Regions from separate parts of the Gasterosteus aculeatus genome. Here region 1 is linked to region 2. Evidence: chromatin contacts called from public Hi-C data. All regions are on one chromosome and are shown on one strand. The core of a region is the stretch at or near the end of the contact, and the rest is flanking DNA. Distances in the headings are between cores, read along the strand shown. Region 1 overlaps LOC120825197 (BCL11 transcription factor A). Region 2 has its middle 6.4 kb from the start of LOC144383298.

Region 1 (7,269 bases), core at 2,716-5,215, 75 kb after region 2:
TTTTTTTTTAGCTTTGTCCTTCACCAAGCCTGATGGTAGACTCAGGCCGTCCTGGTGTGACCACGCAGCTCTCACTGATATTGGTCATTTAGCTAATGGAGGAAAAAGCTAACAGGATTAGCTCTCAGGCCTTCCAAGAGGAGGAAGAGGGAAGGGGAGGCGCAGAGGCGGGAGACACGGGGGACACACCATGTCATCGCCATTTCCCAAAGCCATCGGTTGCCTGGCTATCTGGCGCAGTCACACGCACCTGAAAAGTGATTATGCAAATAGCGGGTATTTGCCAATATTCATAAGTGTTTATAGGTGTTGGAGTGAGTGCCTTGGGAAGACGGAGGGTTGTCAATGCAGTGCCTCTTAAGTGCCTCAGCCGTAACTGGCGTTAATGTGATTACTACTCTGTTTATGTCATTAGGGTATTCACAGTCGGGAATTGGACAGGGGCGAAGGGGGAAGCAGCAGAGGACAAGTTAAAGAACAAGGTGGGGAACTTGTGGAGGCTCTACAAGGCATATATTAGAGCTGTTCTGTGGTGTCCTGCATCTCCTTAATCCATTCTGTCGTACATGACTTTCACTTGACTTGAAGGTCTGAGTGGAAAAGGATTGAACTATAATCACTCGTCGTCGGGGGCTGTAGAGCGTGAGAGCAGCTTTATTTCATTGCATTCATCGGTGTCTCATACATGTTATAGCCCGAAGGGGTTTTATCAGTTTTTGCATCTGTTTGTGAATATATCTATTAGAGCAGCTGGCTGGCCTTGACCTCGCTCCCTACTCCTCTACCTCTCTCTGTTTGTGTGGTTCCATGTCACAGACACACACACAGACAGTACTTGCACTCACAAAGACACACGTACACACACACACACACAACAGGGCTCATACACTCACTTCTTTGTCCCAGGCCAGACTCGTGGTGGTTTGCTTAGCCACTGGCCACAGACAAAAGGCTTGTTTGACCAACACTTGTTCCTGAGACAAAGCCGGATGCAGGAAATGCTGTGCACCAAATGGAAAGACGACTAGGGAATAGAGCAGAACCCAATCGCAACTTTTTAAAGTGTCCTGTGGACCAGGGGCCTGCACCGCTCTAGTGTTGGAGTCACACATCACACACGTAGACATGAGTGAAGCAGTCAGAAAAAGAAAGAATGGCGATCACCAGATAACGCTGCACGGTGGTCTTTGATGGCCTACATCTCTTGCATGAAGTAATCTTCTGGCTGTGGCTTTTGCGCTTCTGACCATTTCTCTCCCCTTCTCCTGAATGTTAGCCAGCAAGGATCCATTTTGGACAGATGACACCCAATCATGGTGAATCATCGCATGCACAATAGACCAATATGTTTGCGTGTGAGTGTGCGTCGTTGCCAGTGTGTTTTTCATAAGCATGCGCTTTTACATGCGTGTGAGTTTCTAGTCAGCATGCATGCTCATTGTTAGTGAGTGAGGTCATATTTCTGTACTTCCATGTATGCTTGCATCTGAGTGTGTGTGTGTGTGTGTGTGGACATTAGTATGTACTACGCTTGCTACAATCATTTTAGAATTAGCATCGCTCTACCCTGTCTGTTTCCCTACGTAACCTTACTCCCTTTCATCTTTGCTCGGTTGAACTGCATTTGAACTGACCACCCATCCACCCATCCATACGTCCGTGTGTCCGTGTCTTTGCGTCTCTATCCCCGCGTATATATATTCATCCATTGCGGCTTTGTGCTTGGGTGCGGCCAGGTCCGTCAGACCTTATAATCGCCCCGGCAATCCGTGTCTCTGATGCAGATCATTATTTGCTCTCTGCTTAAGAGAGACGGTGGGAGGCCGCACGCCGTTGTTTCTCATCCTAGCTCTAATGGTACCGTGAAAAGACCTCTGGGCTTCTAGGCTTAACCAGTCTAATTAAATGGACCATCGCTTATGTAAGCATCCGCGGAGATTATTTATTAAGTTGGGATCCGCTTCGCAGGATCAAACCGCCGTCAACAAAAGCCAGCGCTGAACGGAGTAGGTATTAGAATAAAGAAATGAATCAAAGAAACTGCAAACTGCCAAGTGTCAGTTTAAGCACACATATCCAGGTACATAAGAAGACTTAATCAAGCAGGAGTATTTTTGGACTCGAGCAATCTCCCAGATGGGCGCGGAGTCTCTGAGCACTTCAGAGGGGACATGTGAAAATTGTTCTGTCAAATAAAAGATATGTCTCAATAAACTACTGCTCAGCGAGGAGGACAGAGCAAAATAGGCTAATGAGGAAAATAAATAATAAAACAAAATTCAATGGACTACAATGGACTGCCAAAAAACAGACTTTTTTTCTCTTCTTCATTTTCAAAATGCAGGCTGTCAACGTCTTTCCGTACAAGCTTCATCCCAGTTTGAAGCGTAAGGACAAGAAAGCCTCCGTAAGACATGGGGCCAGAACCCTGCGCTTCACTATCGCTGCATAGCTCAGCTTATGACAGGCTGGCGTCCCCGCAGAAAGGATGGAGGGGAACGAGGGAGGTCAACTAGCTGCACATTTCTGCATAAATCTCCAGTTAGATAGCATCAGGAGAGCAGAAACAGCAGAGGGAGGCAGGCAAGCAGCAATGGATGATAAGGCCCCGGGGGGCAGCCATTCGACACTGTCAAAACTGTAAGTCTGCGGCTGTTGGATGAGTGGAGCGCGTTATGAGCCTGCATACCATTTGCCACAATGTGATTTGGCTTCACCGGAGCATACAATGCCCTACGTCGGACCGTACCCCCCGTTCCCCCACTTTGGTCATTTTCATAAAGGCACGTGTGCAAGGAGCTGGACAGAAAACAAAAGACTGTGAAGAAGTGAAAACATTTCAGTCACATCGTTATAGAGCTCTGATAATCAACAGCTTTGCTGGTGAAAAGGCTGAGCAGCATGAGGCACTAACAGAAATCACGAGACGCCCGCATGTCCGTCGGTGTTACATTCTCACAGAAAACAACGACTACATACTGTATGTCAAAGGAAATGAAGAACCAAATCACAGCTGAGGCCGTAGTGTGACTAACACTTCACAGGATGCAGAGTTAAGAATTAAATAATTTCAAGCAAAAACTGCAGACTGACATCTTCATAAGACTGGTGTGGCAGGACTGTCATCTTTAAATCAACTATTTCAGACACGAACACATAATAACCTTGTGGAAGTTTCAAACCAATGCTGTTTTATCTTGTTGTTTCATCAACAGCGGATCGGAATTCATAAAAAGCCGTGATTTGATTCGTTATATATCTATTTAATTTGTATCTTCCCAGCATCAGCAGGTTGCAGCAGTATGAATGAACAATCGTGCTTAATTGCGTGCTTAACAACACCACTTAACTCTTCAGTTATGACAAAGATTTTCACATCCTCTAATGCGCCAAAAACAGTAAAGTAAAAAGAAATATCCAACCAAAAGCTGGGGATGAACAAAAAAGCAGTGAGCAAGTGAGGGAAAAAAAGTTGAATAGGAAGAATGGGAAGTGACTTTGCTTGATCTGCAGGCCCAGACCTGCAGTCAGGGTATCTCTGAGCTCATGAAAGTCCGGACACACACACACACACACACACACACGGTGTGTCTGGACTGAGTAAACACTCCAGCCTGTCTGGAGGATAGAGTCATACCCTCTCTCTCTTTCTCCGTCCCTCATGCAGCCTGCATGCTCCCTTGTTACTCCTCCTTCTATCACGCTATTTCCTCAACACCCTGATGGCCGCACTGAAAGAGGTTAAAGTGGGTCTTTCACAATCTCACACACTTACACCGGCCACCATACACAGTTTCTCCCTCTCCTTTTTCTTTTTTTAACTCTGAAATACCCACACAATTTGTTTCTCCAAATTGTTCTTTCCCTAACAGCTGAAAGTCACAGTACCTTAACACCTGTGCCACGGTACACCTCTCATCTTCTCCGCCCACTCATTTAGTGCCGGGCACATCTCAAAATCCATTAGGCCGGTGTGTACAAGTTCTTTTCTTTTTCTCCTCCTACCTTTGCCTGGGGGTGCTCTGTCACTGTAAATAATATTTCCAGAGAAAGTGAGACACGTAGAGCAAAAGGAAAATGAGAGCGGGCCAAACAGGGAAAGACACTCCATCATTATCTTAATCTCCAAACGGAGCCGGAGGTGGAGTGGATTGGGGGGTCTTTGTTTCTGGGGTTTGGGCTTTCGAATGCACCTGGATCACTACTAAAACACCCCATTGTCATAACCGGTTATTTAAGTGGAAGTAGAGAACTGTTAAGAAACACAAAGTAACCACCAAGCTGGACCTAAATTCTTTGTTTCTGAACTCGCTCCCAAAAGCCCCAGAAGCTCTGAAGCATGGGCCGTCATTTAGCTGGTGAACAAGGGCGGTTATAAACATGTAGTTATTTTTCACCCTGCCCTACCACCCCAGGGTGAGAGGACCAGGGCATGTGAGCTCGGGCCAACCATAGCAGTTCGTTATGCATGCGAGCCTCAAGACATCGTGGAGGGACATGGCACTTTGAAACAAGAGGGCCAGTGTGTTGGAGTGTCCCGTGGCCCGGAGCGGTGGAGGCTGAGGGTTTAACACGCGTCCCATCTGCTGTGTGTGACTGTGCACACGGTGGTCGAGTGGTTAAGGGAGCATCAATAGCCGGACTCTTTGGATCAAGGGGTATCTAAGGGTCAGCTGCAGCTCACAAATCCAATTTCCTTAGATACTGAGAAGTAGGGAGTCGAGAAAGATATGCTTGGACATGCGGGGACCGCAGTTCCGACTTGGATGAAAGACGATTGTATCACAAGTTCACCATTTTTTTCTTTTACGTTTTTATTAATTTGTTAAATTACCTGAAATGTCTTAACAAGTCAGGTCTGAGACATTCCCTGATGCTGTAACAAGGACACAGCCACTAACATGGAGAACGCAATTCCCCCACCAACATCCATTCAGCCAACCCTACATTCCCCTTCCATTATTTATTCATCAAAGAAATAATATTGCTGGGCCACTTCTCAACCCAGACGCTTTCCAAATCCTTATTAAAATTGCAAAAAGCCCTCCTGTTCAGCCCTAATTCAGCCCCTTCAAAGAAGCACGAACAGACAAGGCAGCGCGGGGAAGTGGTCAGATATCCACAGTGAGCCACGAATGTTTATTTCATTACTGTTCTGCACAGTGCAAGAAGTTGACTCTAGAACTGGTAGGACTACAAAGAGGCGTGATACCAACCAGGGCCTCGCCTTTATGACACGTTGTTTTGCCCCAAACATCTCCTTTCCCAGTGACACAAGCCAGTTAATACCTGCAGGTAAAGTTTGCCATCAATAACAGTTTGTAAGATGAATGGGCCATGTGCTTGGCGACGGCAGGCCGAGCTCCACACCATTCTTCACCTCCGAGGTTCCCTGTACCAGATTTCAGCCTACTAATTGAAGACACGTGCTCTGATCAGCCGCCACAGCAACCAAGAGAGGCGGGTGAAATGGTGGATAATAGGACCCGGTGCAGCGCAGAAAGTTAACGCCCTGAGCCGTATTCCCTCTGCGTTCCAAAAGAAGACAAAATGTAAATTGATATCTATGGCACGTTTCGCCTTGTGTCGCTCTAAGAATCATTTTAAACGTGTGTCTTTTCAGTTCCAGTGCGGTTGCACGACCACACCGCCGACAGGCTGTTGAAAATACAACACGTGGACTCTTCCACTTATTCTCCCTAAAAGGTGTGTCAGGAACATGCACAGGTCCGAGCGGTAGCGAGCATGATATTCATTAAGGTAGCCAACCTGTAGGTTCCTTTGTGCCCAGCTGTACAGCATAAATCAGGCTTTTAACGAGGCTAAGGCCCTAAGATCTCAAACCGTGCTGGAATGCTACCTGCACAGCCGTGCCAAAAATCTGTCTGGGTCTAGGGCTCCTATAGATCACTGTGTTTATAGGGGGGGCTACAGCGACCTACCCTGGGGAGGGAAGGAGGGAGGGCGGAGCAGAGAAGCAGAAAAAAAGGAGGGCGGCAAAGGGGGAGGTGGTGGGGGGGTGCAAGAACTATTTTGATTGGGTCATCAGGTTTAAGTAAACATGTGTGTGTTGCGCTGTAAAGGTGCGAGCATGTGCTGCACCACAACAAATTCTCTTTTTTTACGAGGACTCTTTATATTTGGTAACGTTTAACCAAGGAAAAATGATGACAGCAGCTGAAAGGAGACAAAGAGGGACGACGGCAGTAACAGGTTTCAAAGCAACAGTCAAACAAGCGGAAGGAATTCCTTCTTCTTTCCAGGTAGACATGCGTGAAGAATAACGGTGAAAATTAGCTTTTAGACCTCGGAAAGAGTTGATAAGAGGTTACGTGAAGAAAGCCTGTTTGTCTTTGCAGACAGAAGGATTTATACACCGACAGCTGCAGGACAGAACACACAAATTTAAAGACTGACTGACTGACTGAAAGGTAAACCGAGTCCACCTTCAAGCCATTGTTCCTGCGCAGAAAGGGTCCATGAACTCAGACATTCCACGACAGGTAGTGGCAAGACATACTTACACACAGCCAATACACAGACATGATGCAAGTACACACACATTTGCACTCACTAGAGCATATCGTGTAGCCACACAAAGAGGTCAGAACTCTTGCTAGGGCAATGCGTTAAACTGTACTGTAGTTTACTTAATAGAATAGTACAGCAGCGCTTTCCAATGCAATGCCTTCACTCCTGGAGAGCTTACCACCTACCCAACCATTTCACCAAGAAGTCAGAGTGGAGGTGCTCATATTTGAATTAATAGCTTATCGCAGGACTGTCGCACAAACATAATATCAAACTTCATTTACAGAAGGCGACAGTTAGGTCTCAATGTAAGACGCCTTCAACATGCAGGCAATTTGCTGCATTATTTAATATTATTTTTCACTCCTGCAGTTTTTATCTCTTCCTCTTTTTTCTTTCTGGTACCTATTTCTCATTCGCAGAATGACATCCCTGAGAGGAATGTACCTCTACTCCTGGTCAACATAGGGTCTTAAGACCTTCCCTGTCATTTCAAAGGGGTTGAGAACCTCTGGCTGACGCATCGTCCCCCGGCGGACGGCCCGCGTAGCATTCTGAAAAAACGAACTTTCAGGCCTGTGCAAGGCCAAACGGTAAAGATCCCGAATGCCCATTCTATGCATGTCCAGCTGATACGTTGTAGACCTAAAGACCCTGAGAGGAGAGGGTTTTACAGCTAACCCAATGGCTATCTCGTCTACCTCTGCCACAGCTGTAGAGATATATAAAGCCAGAAAA
Region 2 (6,724 bases), core at 1,548-4,047:
ATATAATCATCTTGATGCCATCACCATCACCATCTTTCTATGTCCTTTTTCTTTTTTTCTCGGCTGTCTCTCTCTTTTGCCCTCCTTCCCCTCACATGAAAGGGCCGCCTCCCGCTGCATGGCGAATGGAAATGATGGAGCCTGATAAAAAAAGAAAGATGAAAAGTGGTTTTGAAGTGGTTTGCCACATTAGTTGGCTTCCCGCTTCCAACCTTTCAATTTAAGCAAACAATGCGTTGACTAGGAGACCTGCCAAGCTTGAGTATTCATGGAGGCAAGAGTGCAGCTCAGAAAAGAGGTAAAAATTAGATGGGTGGACTGGGTGACCGGTACATAGAAGTGTAGGGGTTGTAGCACAACTGAAGAAATAATTTTTGTACAAATACATTGCCGTTGTTTTAGAAATATAGGTGGCACCGTGTTTCCCATCAGACCAAACATCATCAATTGGTTTGGAGGAAAAACGAACCGTTCGTATGTAGTTTTACTCTTGGAGGAGAAAGCTGAAATGCTGTTTAACAAAAGTCTACAGTTCTGGTAGCAGCTTTGTGAGGCTGTACTGTGTTTGGAGCTGAATCCTAACATCTGCGCTATGTTAAAGCTTGCAAGGACAATGCAGGTAAATCGTTTAATATGTTGAGAATCGTATTTTAAGTTGATTATAACAATTTGGACAAAGTGTTGTAATTTATTCATGAAAAAAGTTATGAATTACCAATTTATTTATTTTACAGGTATCTAGTAGTGATTGAACAAATACACTTCAGAGCTAGCAGATGAGTTGGGTGATTAGTTAATCCATTAATCCAGTTTATCAAATTTCATGGCGGACCATCTGAAAGTATTGGGACATCCACTGGAAACCACACGGACGAATGTTGTAGAGGTGCCAGAGGGAAATTCCACAGTAGGCCAAAGACATTACTCGTTCTCTGGACACTGTGGGGGGAAAGTGAATGCAGGGTATTCATCCAAATATCAAAAATGTCAACTTCATGACATTGCTGAAGTCAATAATATCCAAGTTTTTGCGATTGAAATGTCTGACCTGCTGGTGGCGCTAGAGTAAAATTAGGGTGGGTTTCCTGCTGTGAGGAACGTGAATGTCTTTCGCAATCCAGCTCGTAGTTTTTTGAGGTGGTTCGGTCTTGGCCAAATTTGATGGACGAACAAACATCAACATGGATAACGCCATGCCGCTAGCCCGCCCCAAAAGTCAGTGTGTATTTTTTTAGAAATGTGAACTGATTGCAGCCAGTCTGTGCATATCGAGTGCTGAGAGAGCAGCAGATGCAATTCAAGGTCCTTCTTTTCACTCAAAAAGTCCTCCATGACCAGCCTCCCTCCTTCCTCACCCGCTCCACGGCTATGCTGCTGCAGCTTTTGTTCTCCGTAGACGCCCCCTCCCTCCGAAAAACCTCTGTGTGATTGACTAAAACTACAACTGCTTTTTAATGTATCCTTTGCTATCTTTTGTATGTTTGGTATACTATGATCTAGGTTGTTGCCTATTTGACTATCTGTAAAAAGGATCATTATTTAACTGCATACATGTACTGCACCTTTAAATACATGGCTTGTTTACATGCAGGTGCCTCATTCCCCTCCGGGGCAGCATCAGTAGGCGACTGCTGTAAATGGACTCTCGCAATCATTTAAGATGGCGTAACGCATCAACCAATCACATGATCCTCTACCCCCTCACACCCTCTGGCCTCAGCTGGTACCATGGCATTATCAGAGAAGCAAAGCAGCCATTTATACAAATATACACACGTACTGTATGCATGCACACACATGCACACATGCACCACCTCCCTTGTATGGCTTCGGGGCCATTCCAGGAATGTCAGAGATGGTTTCACCCTTTGTATCTCTCCTCTTTCACCAGCGCTGAAAGATGGTGGCCTGCATGGTTTGAGATTGTCATGGCCCAGAAACCCATTCTGAGTGACTGAAATATAATAAGGCCAACTAGCCTCTGAGGGTAGAATATGAAACCAGCACAAAATGGTGGGGAAACCCGTCGTTGATGGCTGTCGCTGCCGTGAGTGTAATTTTCAAACTAGTGCAAACAAGCTGAACAATATACAGTATGGTGTTAGAATTTAAAACATGAGGACTGGTCAGTTTCACAGCCTGTAACCTAGTACTGCTTGGTTTGCTTTGCTTAAAAGGTACTATCCACTTACTCCAGAAGAGTAAGCATATTGTTTCTATCTAATTGACACTAAGCTCATGGCTTTTACCATGTCAACACTGGATTACTGCTGCCTTTGAGCCTGCAGAGTGGTTGACTTGGCCCACATTCAGGCCTTGTTTTCATAGTCAGACAGGCTCACATGCGCATAGTGCCACATGTGCACACACGCGGAAGCGAATCCCTCCATTGCTCTCACACGTTGACCATGTCTCTCGTTCCGTCTCTTCTCTCACACACACACACACACACACACACACACACACACACACACACACACACACACACACACACACACACACACACACACATACATACCATCCAACATTAGACGAGTGTTCCAAGGCCAATTTCACCGCCGCTGAAAGCCCCCGTCTCCCAGAAGCCCCTTTGGTTCAGAGGCTAGACCGGCTAGCGATTGGCCGGTCAGGGGCTAGTTTAGTTGGTGATTGGCCAGCAAAGGCCCCTGGTGCACGGTGACAGTAATTAGCACACGCCAACCATTAACAAACACAGATTAGGCATGAACCCGCATGGCGTGCTGCCATCACCGCGGTGTGTGGATGTGTGTGCGTCAACAGTGGTATTCCCCTGTGAGAGTCTGAGTAGGTCTCATTTTTACAGTTTGTGTTTGGCTGTATTCAAGACTTGGCATGTGTGAGCGCGTTATGCTGGTGGCTGCTTATGGGTTTTCCTTTTTCTGCCTGTGCATTTATCCAACCTGTCTGTATTCAAGAGTGTATCTGTGTGCATACAAGTGTGTCCGTGTATGTGTGCATGTGTGTTCTGCCTCATTTCCTCTTTGCCTGCTGGTCAATTTTGGCATTTGAAGAGAAAGATGCTGCGCATTCCCCGAGGCCCCTTCCCTTCTAGCACTGAATTAGAGATGGGGCTATGATATGTGGAAATGATTTTTTAAACGCCTCCAATCTCTGTTTCCCTCCACTTCTTCCTTTCTCTCTCTTTCTCAACCCACCCCCTCCTCCCTTCTCCCCTCCTGGGCTGGTGAATCCGCCCTGCTGTGTGCGCTTAATGAAAGATAAGAAGAGTCCTCCACCACTGACACTGAGCCACGGACCCTCAGAGGGCTGTGCTAATCTGCTTGGCCCCTAATGGGGGCCACTTTGTGTCTGCAGAGGATCATTTCATATCAAACAAATTGTGTCCTGTGAAACCCATTACATTTTGGGCCCTTTGGAGATGCTTCGCCCTTAGCTGACACATAGAGGACATCTTCGGCCCGACTTTTGATGGCGTATATTTTTCTTAAGCTGGTTTTACATTGAGCAACTTTTGTCTGTTCAAGATGAGCTTTGTGCATCTTTAAAACCTAGGCGTTCTTGCATTAAACGGAGATTGGGAGGGTGGGGGTTGAAACGATGAACGAGAGAGCCAGCAAAGATCTAAATGTGGAATATGGAGGATGGGGGATAACAGAGGGGTTGATGAAGGGTTAATGAACTCGGACTCTCATCTTACACATGTAATTGTCTCTCTGCATGCGGTCTCGCGGCATATGCCAACGACATCAGGAAATTCGAATAATATTTGACACATGCTTAAAAATCTATTTATTTACATGTGACAATGGCTTTGTGTTATGAAGCGGTGGTGGTGACGCAGAGAGCTCATCGCGGAATGCAAGTTGTTTGTTTAAGGTAGAAAATACAGTCAACGGTGGTAAAGAAAATCCAACGTGAGGATGAAAACACCTTCAGAGACAAGATGTTCTTAATACGTCTCCGCTCAAGCTGCAAGGCGCAACTGCTACGGTAAGCAGCAGCAGCCACAACACATGTATTGTAAATTTCTATTTGTATTGACAATAGTGTAATCCGCTGGGACTGAGTCACCCCTTGTGCAGGTCATCACTCTTAACGTTAACGCTTATATGTGTTTCTCCATATGCATGCATGTATGTGCGTGTTCTTCTGTGCACACCGTCCCGTGTGCGTTTCTGTGTGTGCTTTTGTCTGTATGTGAACGCCATCAGTTCTGCCAGGGAGACAAGAAGGGGGGTGGGGGGGGTTCGATGGGTAGAAAATGATCTGGGGCCGATACATATGAAACAGGAGGGCTCATACATAAACATAGCTCCAAGGCCCCGGGGCCAGGCAATCTACGAGGCAAATTGCTCACCAGTCAGCCATGGAGGCCGTTCTGTTTACTATGCATGAGGTCTTGTGACATGCTTTAAAGCCACCCCTAAAACAGGATGACTAGGCCAGTGGTGGTGAGGAGTTAGCTTTTTGTATCGCTGTGGTATTCTTTCCTGTGAAAAATATGTAGTGGGTGGAGAACAGATCATCGCTTTGCTCTGCGGAGCTGTTGTGTGGTGCACAGGAGATGCTGCATGAAAGGCTAAATATGACTAGGGGATGACCGTCCGTCTGTGTGAGTGTGACAGTCTGTTTGTTTGTGCATGAGTGTTACTGAGATTATTTCTCAGGTTATTTTGAGGTTCCCTATAGCCTTTTGCATTCGCAATGACAGACAGGAAACATGAGGAAAGAGAAGACGTGCAGCAAACGTCTCAGGTCAAAATCAAATTTTGCATTGTCCTGTCACACCATTTAGTGTTGCTGTTTGTGATAGACAACCAGGAAAACCTAATGTTCAACTGTCTATTAAAAAGTTATATGCGACAATATACAACAACATCACATATAAAGCAAAGTTTGGCAGATGAAATATAAATTCCAGGCTACTGCGTCCCTGCCTATGTGTAGGTTCTATTCAACACTGGAAAACCTGTTTAAATAATTCATTATAAAACTCTCTTAAACAAACACCGCAGTTGGTGTTTGTTGGAAAGATGGAAAGTCTTTGAGACTGAAGTGACTTTTCCAATGATCAGCAAGGTAAAATGTGTGTTCGTCATGAGTGTGTTATTCTATGTTTTGTGCATTAAGTAGATAGAATGATGTATCAAATTTCTGTCTCCTAAAGAAAAAAGACAGAATAAGAGGTTGTTTGTGGCTTTTTATCACCACATGATCAAATAGATTTTTTCTTTGCTCTATTTTGTCGAACAAATAATTAGACAAAGAACAACCAAAACCCAAATATTCAGTATGGTGAAAACATGCAAAGACAAAACCATCATGTCCTTTTAATTTGCAAGTAATGCTTTTGCAAGTGGAAACAGGAATGAACACAACGGAGAAGGACAGAATAACATAACCCAATGGGAAGAGATGTTAACAAGCCGCCGAGAACACAGCTGCTCCAGCCTGCATTTACCAGCCCGGTATCCCAGGGGGAGCCCTCCTCAATTCAATTTCAATCTGCTCGACCCCCAGGGTGCAGGTTCAAGTTCAAAGTCAGGCCGCCGCAGCACCAACAGGAGAATTGCCCACCCACGAGTCCCAGCCCTAAATGAACTATTCCAATGATAGATGAGATCAGGACAAATCCAACATCTATTCAAATGGCCTTATTTTCCATGAGTGTGTATGTGCGCGTGGTGAGTTGTAGGGGGCGACTGCCGTCACGTTACAAACACCTTTGCTGCCGCTCTCTCTCTATTTCTCCGTCCGTCTGCCTCTCTCTCTCTCTCAGGCTATAATTATGCTAATAATATGTATATAGCTGTGGCCCTGGAGGCTTGGGGCGTATTGAAGGCTCCCAGGTCTTTCTCTCCTGTAACAGTATTAGGGTGCTATTGAAAAGCGGATGGCGGGTGAGAAACGGGGGGCGGGATAGAGAGATAGCGCAGGGTGGCAAATGGGACATGACCACCGTGCTCTCTGTCATGACGGCGGCCATTGTCTGGCCGAAGAAAAGGGCCTCCGCCGCCAGTGGGACAATAATAGAGGAGCAAGAATGGACTGTGCATATTAAAAAACACAACGAGCTGCTCGGAACAACCTGCATGGGTACGGGGGAAGAGGGAATGGGAGGAAAATAGAAAGGAGAGAGAGAGAGAGACAGAGACAGACGGGTGTAAAAGCAGTTCGAGGTGGAAGAGAGAAAAGGGGTGATGATGAGAAAAAGCCACAAAAAGAGGCAGATGCACAGAGATAGCTGTAAAACCAGAAATGCTGTTATTTTCCTTTAAAGAGACGAGACCTGCTAATGTCCAGTTCAGAGTACAAAACCGTCCTAATGTCACATCAAGGCCGACCTCTGTTAAGCTGGGTGCAATCCGAAACGGAGAATTCCTTTAATCACAAACAAACGTGTGTCTGGGTTCACTTAACCCTCCTACTTCCTTTCCTGGTTCCTTATTATCAGCTCAAATGACAGACAGTATTTTTCTCTTTTAGGCATCTTAAAGCTGAGAGTTTAGAGATGATAACCAACATGTGGATGTTGTGGCATGTGATCGATGCCTAAAACCATTTGGTCACCAAGACGGCCCCCAACACAATCAAAAGTCCTCCTCCTTTCGGCTCGTGGCCACTCGACTGGCCTCACTGCGTCGAGCTGGTGACATTTAATCGCTCGCAAACAAGCTCAAGTTTGGTATTGGTTACAAAAAACATCATTTTAAAACAAAGGATGATGCAGAACTGTACAATG

The links. A called contact is a pair of places that touch in the nucleus more often than the background predicts.
Region 1: a contact with region 2 is called in a Hi-C map of tail fin, with 1.9 times the contacts expected there. The contact joins two enhancer-like sites. A contact is called at or near these places in 2 of 6 Hi-C or Micro-C datasets (tail fin and whole body).

What each region holds. Positions count from the first base shown.
Region 1 is chr9:7,428,461-7,435,729 of fGasAcu3.hap1.1, forward strand. The region is part of intron 2 of LOC120825197 (BCL11 transcription factor A); the gene reads right to left. Among protein-coding and RNA genes, the nearest start is that of LOC120825197, 22 kb to the right of the region's middle. Within about 2 kb of position 3,966, at least 3 of the 9 cell types and tissues checked have open chromatin away from gene starts, as enhancers often do.
Region 2 is chr9:7,354,849-7,361,572 of fGasAcu3.hap1.1, forward strand. No RefSeq gene overlaps it. Among protein-coding and RNA genes, the nearest start is that of LOC144383298, 6.4 kb to the right of the region's middle. Within about 2 kb of position 2,798, at least 3 of the 9 cell types and tissues checked have open chromatin away from gene starts, as enhancers often do.